Linked DNA regions of Sus scrofa: region 1 is linked to region 2. A link is a contact called in public Hi-C data. All regions are on one chromosome and are shown on one strand. Each heading gives the region's core, a stretch centred on a gene start, on an enhancer-like site or on the middle of the called end of the contact. The rest is flanking DNA. Distances are from core to core; before and after follow the strand shown.

Region 1 (5,213 bases), core at 1,579-4,078, 240 kb after region 2:
GAAGCACAATCCTGGCATATGGTAAGTTCTCCGCAGATAAGCTATTTATTTTTTTTATCATCATGATGTCATTGACGTGTTTATCATCTTCATCAGACAGCAATCCTCTCCCAAGAGAAATGAAACATCTTGGTAGATCTCATACTAAGTGAAGTAAGTCAGAAAGAGAAAGACAAATACCATATGATATCGCTTATATCTGTAATCTAATATAAGGCACAAATGAACCTTTCCACAGAAAAGAAAATCATGGACTTGGAGAACTGACTTGTGGTTGCCAAGGGGGAGGGAGTGGGATGGATTGGGAATTTGGGGTTAATAGACACAAACTATTGCCTTTAGAAGGGATAAGCAATGAGATCCTGCTGTACAGCACTGGGAACTATGTCTAGTCATATATGATGGAACATGATAATGTGAGAAAAAAGAACGTATACATATATATGTAACTGGGTCAATTTGCTGTACAGTAGAAAATTTACAGAACACCGTAAACCAGCCATAATGGAAAAAATAAAAATCATTATAAAATAAAATAATTAAAAAAATTAAACAAATAAAAGGAATCCAGTTTCCCAGAAAGGAGGCATGAGACAGAGAAAGAAAGAGTTCTGTAGTTGTTCAGACTCTGGTGCCATGATCCCTGGCAGGTAAGTGGGGAGGCCCCAGACTCACCCAGGGATAAAGGCCATCTGCAAAATGAATCACAGCCCTTGGGTGGCCAAGTGGAAGAAGTCAGAGATAGGGAATCGAGCATCAACTTCCAAGGAAGCCAGGCCATCCGGGTGCGGACTGAGATGAAGTCAAGGACTTGTGCAGAAATATCTGGATGAGGATTTTCTGTTCTATCCAACACCAGCCCCCGGGTTCACTCCATGAAAAAAGGGTGCCATGGCCAAGCAAGTGGGGAGACTACAGCACACTCTTCCTCCCTCTTGGAGAGCTATGAGTTTTGTAGTAAAAGCTTGGGGAAGTTTCGCAGTAAACAAATCTATTGAATTTGATTTAACTCAATGTTTTTCCAAACCTATTTACCACTTTTCTTTTTTTTTCCTTTTTTAAAAAAATTGTTTTCTTATAGTTGATTTACAATGTTCTGTCAATTTCTGCTGCACAGCAAAGTGACCCAGTTATACATATACATACATTTTTTTTCTCACATTATCCTCCATCATGTTCCATCACAAGTGATTGGACAGAGTTTCCTGCACTACACAGCAGGATCTCATTGTTTATCTACTCCAAATGCAATAGTTTGCATCTACTAACCGCAAACTCCCAGTCCATCTTGCTACTTCCCCCGCCCCTTAGCAACCACAAGTCTGTTCTCCATGTCCATGAGTTTGTTTCTTTTCTGTGGATAGATTCATTTGTGCCAAATATTAGATTCCATATATGTGATAGCATATGGTATTTTTCTATTTTTTATTTTTTAAATTGAAATATAGTTGATTTTTAATGTGTTAGTTTCAAGTGTACAGCAAAGTGATTCAGTTACACATATATATATATTCTTCTGATTGTTTTCCATTATAGGTTATTACAAGAAATTGAACTTAGTTCTCTGTGCTATACAGTAGGACCTCGTGGTTTATTTATATTATATATAGTAGTTCGTATCTGCTAATCCCCAATTTTATTAGGAAATTGATCCCTCCCCACCCCCTTTCCCCTATGGTAACCATAAGTTTGTTTTCTATGTCCATGTGCCTATTTCTATTTTGTAAATACATTCATTTTTATCATATTTTAGACTCCACATATAAGTGACATCATATGGCATTTGTTTTTCCCTGACTTACTTCACTTAATATGATCATTTCTAAGACTTTCCGTGTTGCTGCAAATGGCATTATTTCCTTCTTTTTTATGGCTGAGTGGTATTCCTTTGTGTATAGGTACCACATCTTTGTCCACGCATTTCTCCAAACCTCAAATCCTCTCCTTTTATTTTATTTCACAAAATAACACATACTTCCCCTGTGTATGCCTTGGGAGAGATTGATTTAGACCAAGAGAATTTAGAAGAATTGTCTTCTTCAAAGCTTGGAGGAAAAAAATATTTTTCTATCTAATCTCTTTGTTTTAAATGCATCCTACCTGGGGGTTCTTGTTGTGGCTCAATGATATGAACCTGACTAGTATCCATGAGGGTGAGGGTTTGATTCCTGGCCTGGCTCAGTGGGTTAAGAACGGGGGTGTTGCTATGAGCTGCAGTATAGGTTTCAGACATAGCTCAGATATGGTGCTGCTGTGGCTGTGGTGTAGGCTGGCAGATACAGCTCTGATTTGACTCCTGGACTAGGAACTTACATATGCTACAGGTGCGGCCCTAAAAATAATAATAAAAAAAAGATAAATGCATCCTACCTGAATATCATTAAAAAAACCTTGTAAATAGGCTCATTACCATTTCTAAATTATTGCTATTGTACCTGAAAGTCTTCATGTGAGGGTCTACAATTATTTTAAATGACTTATTTGAAGGGAAGAATGGGAAGGAGCTGTGTCCACAATATGTGATAATACCAATGCTATTCACAATAATGTAGATACAATAGTAACAATACAGAAATAATAAGCCATGATTATCAATCACGGCTACAATTTGTGAAGCCCTGTCTAGATGCCCTTCCTGCACTAAGTAGGAGACATATATTATCTCAGTTAGTTCTCTAAAGAGGAAGCTGATGCTCAGAGGGGGTCCCAAAGTCATCACTCGAAAGTAGCAGAGCCAGCATTTGAATCCAGGGTCAACGCTCAGAACAAAGCAAAGGCAATCATGTTGCCACCCTGTGTGGACTGCTTGCTAATCATTCCCATCAACATCCTGGATATTCCCAGAGTGAGTCAGGGGGTCACGCCTACTCTCAAGAGCCAGGGCTGCCCTGAGTAATTGGAAGCTGAGGCCCAAATCACTTAAAAATCTTCTCATCCTTCTGCTTGGAAGCCTCATGAGTCACTGAAATGCTGTGTGTGGCTTAGACACTGCCAGGGTGGATGGAAGCTGGTCTCATGCCCCTGCCGTGTCACATGGACCTTGTCCTCTGTGGGCCAGACCTAGCTGAGTGGTGTTGGGGTATCACTTTCGTTTTCTGAGGCTCTCACTGGAGCACACACAGAGTCTTAACATGCACATATGTATGCTTTACTGTACGTGATGGCCCAGGACAGGGACCAGCTATTCCCAGTTTGCAGGAGACTGTCCTGGTTTTAGCACTGAAAGTCAGACATCCTGGGAAATCCTCCAGGTTCTGGCAACCCAGGACAGTTGGTCATCCTAAACAGGTCCTTTTGCCTAGAGATTGACAGGTGAGCTTTGTCTAAAGGTGAGAGGGCCTCAAAAACAACCAGTGTAACAGAAAATTGCAGTTGAAGGTAGCAAGGTCCATTCTGACTATTAAAAACAACAGAAAAAAAAAAAAACACGCTTATTAGAAAAAAAAAATTCAGCACGGTCTGCTTTATTAAATCTAGCACTTTCTTCATTCAAAAAAGTGCTTTTAAAATAATATTTTCTACTCTGCCATTATGAACTAAAGTAATTGCAATAGGAACGGCTATAAAAATCATTATACAAACTAAAAAAAAAAGAATGGCTGTCATTTGAGATGATTTACCCAGCTTCCTTGCGTGCCCATGACAGAGAGCACTTTGCACATTGAACTTGCACAGCAAACCATGAGGTAGGAGCTACTTTGATGCACAACTGACCAGATGAGGAAACTGAGATTCAGGTAAATTAGGTCACTTGCCTGAGGTCATAGATATGAGGTGCTTGCTGCAGGGAGCTTGGACTCATGGGACCTGAGAGCAGGTCCCAGGCCCCAACAATCAGCCATCCTTCTCCCTGTGACAGAGACAGACACTTTGAGAAGGGACCTCTTTGGGTCCTAATCATGCCAGAGTGTAAGTTTCCTCAGGGCAGCTTCTGTTTTATCAGTGTATCCTCAGAGTAGCTAGCACAAGACCTTAGGCCTAGTAGATGCTCAATTAATGTTTGCTAAGTTGGACTGAAGTGAAAATATCTGATTCTCTACATATAGCAAAAAATACTTTGCAGAAAGAAGGCCCTGTCTATTTCAAATAGCTTGTTTTCTTTATTTCTCCATAAGAATAAAATCTATTTTAATAGTGCCTATCTCCCAATTGGCTTGTAATTTCATATATGTATATAATATGTAAATAATATGTTAAAATATATTAAATATAGAGATTATAATTTCTCTTAGATAAATATAATTGTTTTATATATGCATAACTGTTATATATATAATTTTAAAGACAAGCCCATGCTGTGTTATTTGTTTCTGGATCCTAGCTACTAGCACAGTACCTGGCATAGAGTAGGGACTTAATAAATATTTGTTGAATGAAGAATGAATAAATATAGGCTGCTCAGAGGGAAACAGTAGATAGAGCTGTGATGTTCTTAAGGAAAGGTCTCCAGCCACTTTTAAAACAGCAAATGGGTCTTGTCTCAGTCCAATCATTTTGGTGCCAATGGTGGGGCTGCCTCAGCTATGAGGATATTGTCTATGGGTTTTTGTTTCACAGTAGAAAGAAATGTGAACACGTCTTCCACCTTTTCTTTAGGTCAGAATCACTAGTAGCCTCCCTAGTTGGACCCATTGGGAAAATGGCAGCTCATGGAAATTCAGGGTTGGGTCACAGGGAATAGATGAGAAGCCATCCAATGATAAAAATACACACTGCTGAAATGTTATATTCAATTAACTCAATTATACTTCCCCACCACTGTGAGGTTGGTATCATTGCATCACTTATAGATGAGAAAATGAAGGTACAAAAAGTTATATAACTTGGCCAAGGTCATGGATCTTGTAAGTCTGGCTTGAGTCCATGATCTTAACCCCTATAAAGCATTTCCCACAACCTGCAGAACAAAGAAGGAAGAGCTGCACAGGTGGTCATTTCCATAAAACTATTCCATAGTATTTATTGTGCAAGGACCTGGCATTCCCAAAGAATAAGAACCCACATAACTAGTAATATTAAATAATAAAAATTATATATTAAATATTAATAAAAACAATGGCATAGTCAATTATATTTGTAACAATAATTATAATGATATAATAGTAATAATGTTTTTAATAACACCAATATTAATTGAAATAGAAAATATTTTATTAAATATAAATGATCAATACTAGTAGCTACCACAATTGAACATTCACTATATGTCAGAC
Region 2 (5,690 bases), core at 2,211-4,710:
CTGCACCAAGAACATAGGGCTTTGAATAGGGAAGCAGAAGAAGATACTCAGCTCAGTAAATTAATTTCTTTCTCTCTCTTTCTCAGTAAATTAATTTCTTTTTCTCCCCTTCTTCCTTCCTTTCTCTTCTTCCCTCCTTCCCCCTCCCTCTTTCTTTCTTTCTCACCCTGTCTCTATAAATGTTTTTTTTCTCTTTTTCATGTTCCCTCCATCTCCTTTCTCCCCTTTCCTTGTCTTTCCTAAATGCTTCTCTGCAAGAAAACAACCACAGAAACCACAACAACTTTCATCTACCTTGGTTGCATTTTTCCCGATTCTTCATTTCATCCATCCTTTAAAAAAGTCTTCCTAGATGTTGCTTGCCTGTTCATTCACCAGATTTGAGTAAGGAGCGCTGTCTCTCAGTACCTTTGGGTAGATCTTAACAGTAATTATGTAGCAACTTCAAAGCAAAACTATTTGTGTGCTTTTCTCTCTTTTTCTCTGTCTTTCTGTGCACACACGCGCAGGCACACACACACTCTCAATCCTAACCCTACAAAACCCAAACAAAAAGTCCTTTTCAAACAGGGCAGAAAATTGGGTTGAAGTTAGCAGCTGGTATTTCAAATGTACAGTGATTGCAAAAACCTCTCCAAATTTGGGGGAAATAGAGGATCCTGTAAAGAAATAAAACGTCTTGAAAAAGGAAAGAAAAATAGAACTTCTTATTTGATGAGTTTCGTTTAAAAATATCATGTCTCAAAATTTCAATATTTTAGATCAGGGACTGTGAATAACACACAATGATAAAAACAAGAACAAAAAACCAGGCTGAGACATACCTTTATTTAGGATCTGCCAGAATTGAATCTGGTGCTGGCTGACCCTAATTCCTAAAGTGAATGATTTGGTCCTAGCAGTCCTGTGCCTACGGAAAGGCGATTTTATGGCAAAGAGCAAACCTTTAAAATACGATTTTAAGATATTTTAAAAATTCCACCCTTGTGCCTGTCTTTAAATAATCAGAGATGGCTTTTTAGATTTCAAGGGGGAAAAAAAAACAACACTCTTCATTCAGTAAAATCACGAACAGCAAAGCTGACTGTTTCATTGACGAAATGTTTTCCAGGGATTTTGACTTTGTTATAAATGAGGTTTTATCTCAGGAACTAAAAATACTAGAAAGGAAGGAAATCAATGAAGGGGCTGAAAATACTAGGAACTATTAACCAAATCCTCCCCTGGCAGTAAGGACTACAGTTTGTAGATGCCTCTGGAAGGCTGAGCAAAGCACAAACAAAAGGAATGATGAGAACCCCTAGGACTTGTTCCGCAGAGAAATCTTACATGCATCCAACCAAAGGGCAAGCCTTCTCCAGAGTGGGCATTTCCAAGCGTGGCAGATCTGTTTTTTGTGTGTAAGTGATTCGCACTATTTTCCATATATTTGTCTACACTTACGTAGATGATCATTTCAGAAAACTTCCATAGGAGCAATTGGAAAGATAATGTCTGACTTTTGTGTGTCATTGACACGCTTCCCGGTGAATATTACAAATAAAAATGTGTTGTAAGTTCTTTTGAAGAAAAGTATCCTTTCCCCTCCTGCCAATTTTGTCAGTTCACTGTCTATTTTGAAACCAGAAAGAAGAGAAGCGAAGCAAACTCTAAAGAAGCAGAGCTAGGCATGTGACTTTTCTGTTTTTCTCTCTTGGAAGAGGCACATTATTTAAAAGGGAGAACCCCCAGTGTTTCCTCTGGATTTTAGGAGACTACAAAAATGTAATAGCCTAGAGGAAAGAAATGAGTCCATAGGATCTTAAATAGAAATGCTTACTTACATGTGAAACATAATCAGCCTCATCACAAAAATATATGTTCATTAGCTGTGTTCTTGCTCCTTTGGAAACGGGTTCATTCATTTCAGTTTTATTTTTCGGCTATTCCTCGATTTTCTTGCCTTTGTTGTGTTAAGGTCTCGTAAACTTGCCAAGGATCATAAATCCCTTTGCAAAGCATGATATGCTGATTTAGGGGGTCCCAATTATGAGTGTGTAAAACTGAATTTTTAAAGAGTTTATTATTATTATTCACCAATATAACACTGTAACAACAACAACAAAAAGCAATTATTAGCAGAGTTCCCAGATTTATGATTTTGCTTTAAATACCTAAAAAAGTGAAAGAGAAGGAGGCTTTATTTCTAAAAGCCTATTCTCAATAACAGGATATTAATACAGTAAAAAACCCATTTGTTCCCATGCCCGACCATGAGATTCTTTCAGCAGCTTTGAAATGAGGGAACTTTTCCTAGTGTGGGCTGAGAAGCTGGAAGCGGTCTTAGAAAAATGGCCAGCAGATGGCACTCCACCCCTGGTTACTACTCCTGGACCTGCTTTTTGGTGCTGTTCTTGGTCTTTTTGACAAGGGTATGGACAGGCACCTTAGAGCTGATTCTGGGTAGTCAACGATATCATCAAAAGATGAAGAGAAGGAGGAACATGATCAAGCCAGGTTGCCACATTTGTAGGTTGTGGGTTGTCTTGCTTTTGAGAAGCTTGCTAGAGCTAAAAAAGAAACATTTGTCTTGGTGTGGGTGGATTTTGGTCTGGCACCACTGAGCAGAAAACAAGACTGTTACTTTGTAGGATTATCCAAATCCTTTCAGGTATTCAGGGAAAAAACAGATTCTTTGGTTAGTGGTGTGATTACAACACCTTCACATACCCTGTGCTAATGAAAGGCATTTTTGTTTTTTCTCAAACCTTTTAACAAAAATTTGTGTTGGCCACAAATCCTAATGATGGGGATGCCCATGGTGGAGGGAGAGAAGGATGTTGACCGTGTGTATTGTGTGGTCGCATGTGTATGTACATTTGTGTATGTGTGCATGATATTATTAGAAATGGGGGAGGCAACTGACAGATGAGTATAATGGTTGGGTGAAGGGGAAGGGTAGTTGGATAAAGGACAAAGAGAGATATATCATAAATACAGAGTCAAATGATCTGAACAGAAATGGGTAGTGCTCAGAACCAACAAAGGATTTTCTTGGCCACTTATCAGGTTGAGAGGCAAGGCAGGGAATTACAGTGTAGATGCCAAAATGCAATGATTTCTGTGACAACTGATATAGAATTGTTGCTACAGAGCATTTGAACTTGGCTAGTCCTCCAAATCAGAGGGGTATTTGGCCACCACACTCTGGGGAGAAAGGGGAAGAAAAGGAAGTTTTCATTTTCGTGGAGGCTTCAAGGTTTTCATAACATAGCTTCCAAATGCAGTAAAAACCTCAAGAAACTGGAACCCAGCCAATCAGAGCCAGAGAGGCAAATAACCAGGAAACAAGTGGCTATCAGGAATGTATTAACAACAGAAATAACAAAACTTCTTCGTGATACATCCTGGAGTCAGTGAAAACCAGCTCTTTGTCTCATGTGCATTTTCTGAAGCTTGACATTTATATACGACAGAAAAATCTATTTTTTGTTTATTCAGCATACTTTGTTAGGATTACAGAATCTGAGTTGGAAATAACAGTGATCTAATGCAAGTGCTCGTTCAAGAAAAAAGTTCATTCCAATGCAGCAATAATAGTTGCTGGTAAGTGCTTCATGGAAGCCAGGAGACATGCTTGGTGCTTTTTCTCTAGCATCTCATTTCATCTTCACCCAAAGAGATCTTCTCTCTCCATGACAGAGCTGTATTTAATATCCCACTTTACAAACAGGTTTCAGAAGGGTTAGGTCACTTGCTCAATATCACACAGTCTGAAAGATGCAAAGATAGAGTTTGGACACCTGGGAGAGTGTGCATTAAATTAGGGTATCTATGTATGGTTCTCAAGCACACATTTTGAGGTAGAAAAGGGATGCTTCTGTCAAGAGGAAAACCTGAGGAGCCTAGAATCCTCTTGCACTTTCCTTAGAGTGCCAGCCCAGGGGAGAGAGATTTGAGGTGCTGAGAAACAGAAGTGTAAACTTACTGTCCCCAAAGAGCTGCAATGAAGGTGGAGGCTGAGAGAACCAATAATTCCTTTTTAGCAGTGAGCTTTGCAACAGCACTCTCAGAGCAGAATACCAAAGCCCACTTACCTGCTAAAGCTCCGTGTAGGACAGAGCTAACCAAGGGTAAGATGGAGTTTCCCCTGTGACTCTGAAATTTGGAGGAAACATACTTTTTCCAGTTTTTAGGTCTTACCTATTTCCCATCATATCTTTATATTGAGTCCTGGTATTTTAGCCATTGCTGGGCAGGAGTATAACCAGAACCCAAAGTCAAGCAGAGATAGCATTTCTGTCCAAGTACCTCCATCATCCTTTCCTTTCCTTCTCCCCTCAACCTTCTTCATACCCTTGAAGGTTCACATGGAGTGGCTTGTCTCAGACACCAAATTCTCTGGGTCAGGCTGTGGGGCAAACTTAGCTTGCTTGGAGAATCATAACCAGACTCATTTGGCTGGAATTACCTTGCAGGTCCAAGTTGATTTCCTGGTTGGGATCATGTTAGGGAAGATTCAGTCTTTGTGCATCCAGGGGTTGGGGATAAGGGTTGGAATACGACCACCATCAGGATCATGTGCAGCACTCTGTAGGACAACAATTTTAATAAGGAAAATTCAAGTGCTTTCTACCTGGATGCTATGATCTCTCCACTCCCCTGCCCACGTTTATGTTTTATTCTGTTCACTCAGCTATTCATTGAGGGCTTAATATCTACCAGAGTCTGAGACTTGGCACTTAGAGGATTTAGGTCTGTTGAGAGTGATAGAGATATAAATGGGCATTTATAGTATCACCATCAGTGCTGGAGGAGGTAAGCTGTGATAGTGCTGGGCAGCACACTTGATTCAATTCTTTTAGTGTGGGTGGAGGGAAGAAGCAGGGAAGGCTTCCTGGAGGAGGTGACATCAAAGCTGAGACCTGATGCTGAGTTGAAGGAACAAGGTGGAGAAGGTGGGACAGACAGTTTCAGGGAGCAGGATGAGGATGTACAAAAGGGCTGGTGGTGAAGTGGGGAAGGTAGGATGCTGGAAACTGCAAATAAGTTATCTGGCTGAGGTTAGGAGAAGCAGAGTTGAAGTTGGAAAGTAGGCTGAATTGAGGTTTGTGAGCCTTGCTAAAGCTCATTATCCAGATGGCAATGGGGAGTTATGGAAGAGTTTAGGGCAAGAGGTTGATTCAACCAACTGCAACTATAGCCTCAGTGGATTTGGAGAGTTGTGTTTTAAGGAGCATCATCTTTCCAAAATATTGGTGCTATCTCCACTCCATATCCACCACTGCCCCAGGCTCTGGGATACAGGGACTCAAGAGAGAAGAAGGTACAGAGTCTCTACTCAAATCGAGCTGTAACCTATAAGGCAGACACAAGAGCCAGAATGCACAACCAAGTAGTCGCAAAAATCAGGAAGAAATAAAACAAACCCAATGAAACTGTATCTTAAAGACTGTTCTTGATATTATTCTTGGGAGAGGAAGCTAGATCTCAGTGAGAGATGATTTTTGGCCAGTCACAGTGAGCAGCCCATGCTGGCAAAAGAAACATTTATAAAGACACAGATTAAACAAAGACGTAGATTTTTCTCCCTCCCCCCGAAGGACCTTACCCCACAAGCATCTTTTCTACAAAGGGAAAACATCTTGCATGTTGTGACCGATTTCCCGCCCGCCCGGCTGTCCTTCTCCAATGGAAGTAATTGGGGGAGA

Evidence for each region. A called contact is a pair of places that touch in the nucleus more often than the background predicts.
Region 1: a contact with region 2 is called in a Hi-C map of embryonic fibroblasts, with 2.1 times the contacts expected there. The contact joins two enhancer-like sites. A contact is called at or near these places in 2 of 47 Hi-C or Micro-C datasets (embryonic fibroblasts and epiblast stem cells).

What each region holds. Positions count from the first base shown.
Region 1 is chr14:36,855,188-36,860,400 of Sscrofa11.1, forward strand. All of the region lies in intron 3 of LOC106505934 (a long non-coding RNA gene), which reads left to right. Among named protein-coding and RNA genes, the nearest start is that of TBX3, 720 kb to the right of the region's middle. Within about 2 kb of position 2,829, at least 10 of the 83 cell types and tissues checked have an H3K27ac peak or open chromatin away from gene starts, as enhancers often do. A contact at or near this core is called in embryonic fibroblasts, where this site is marked.
Region 2 is chr14:36,616,216-36,621,905 of Sscrofa11.1, forward strand. All of the region lies in intron 3 of LOC106505934 (a long non-coding RNA gene), which reads left to right. Among named protein-coding and RNA genes, the nearest start is that of MED13L, 560 kb to the left of the region's middle. Within about 2 kb of position 3,461, at least 2 of the 83 cell types and tissues checked have an H3K27ac peak or open chromatin away from gene starts, as enhancers often do. A contact at or near this core is called in embryonic fibroblasts, where this site is marked.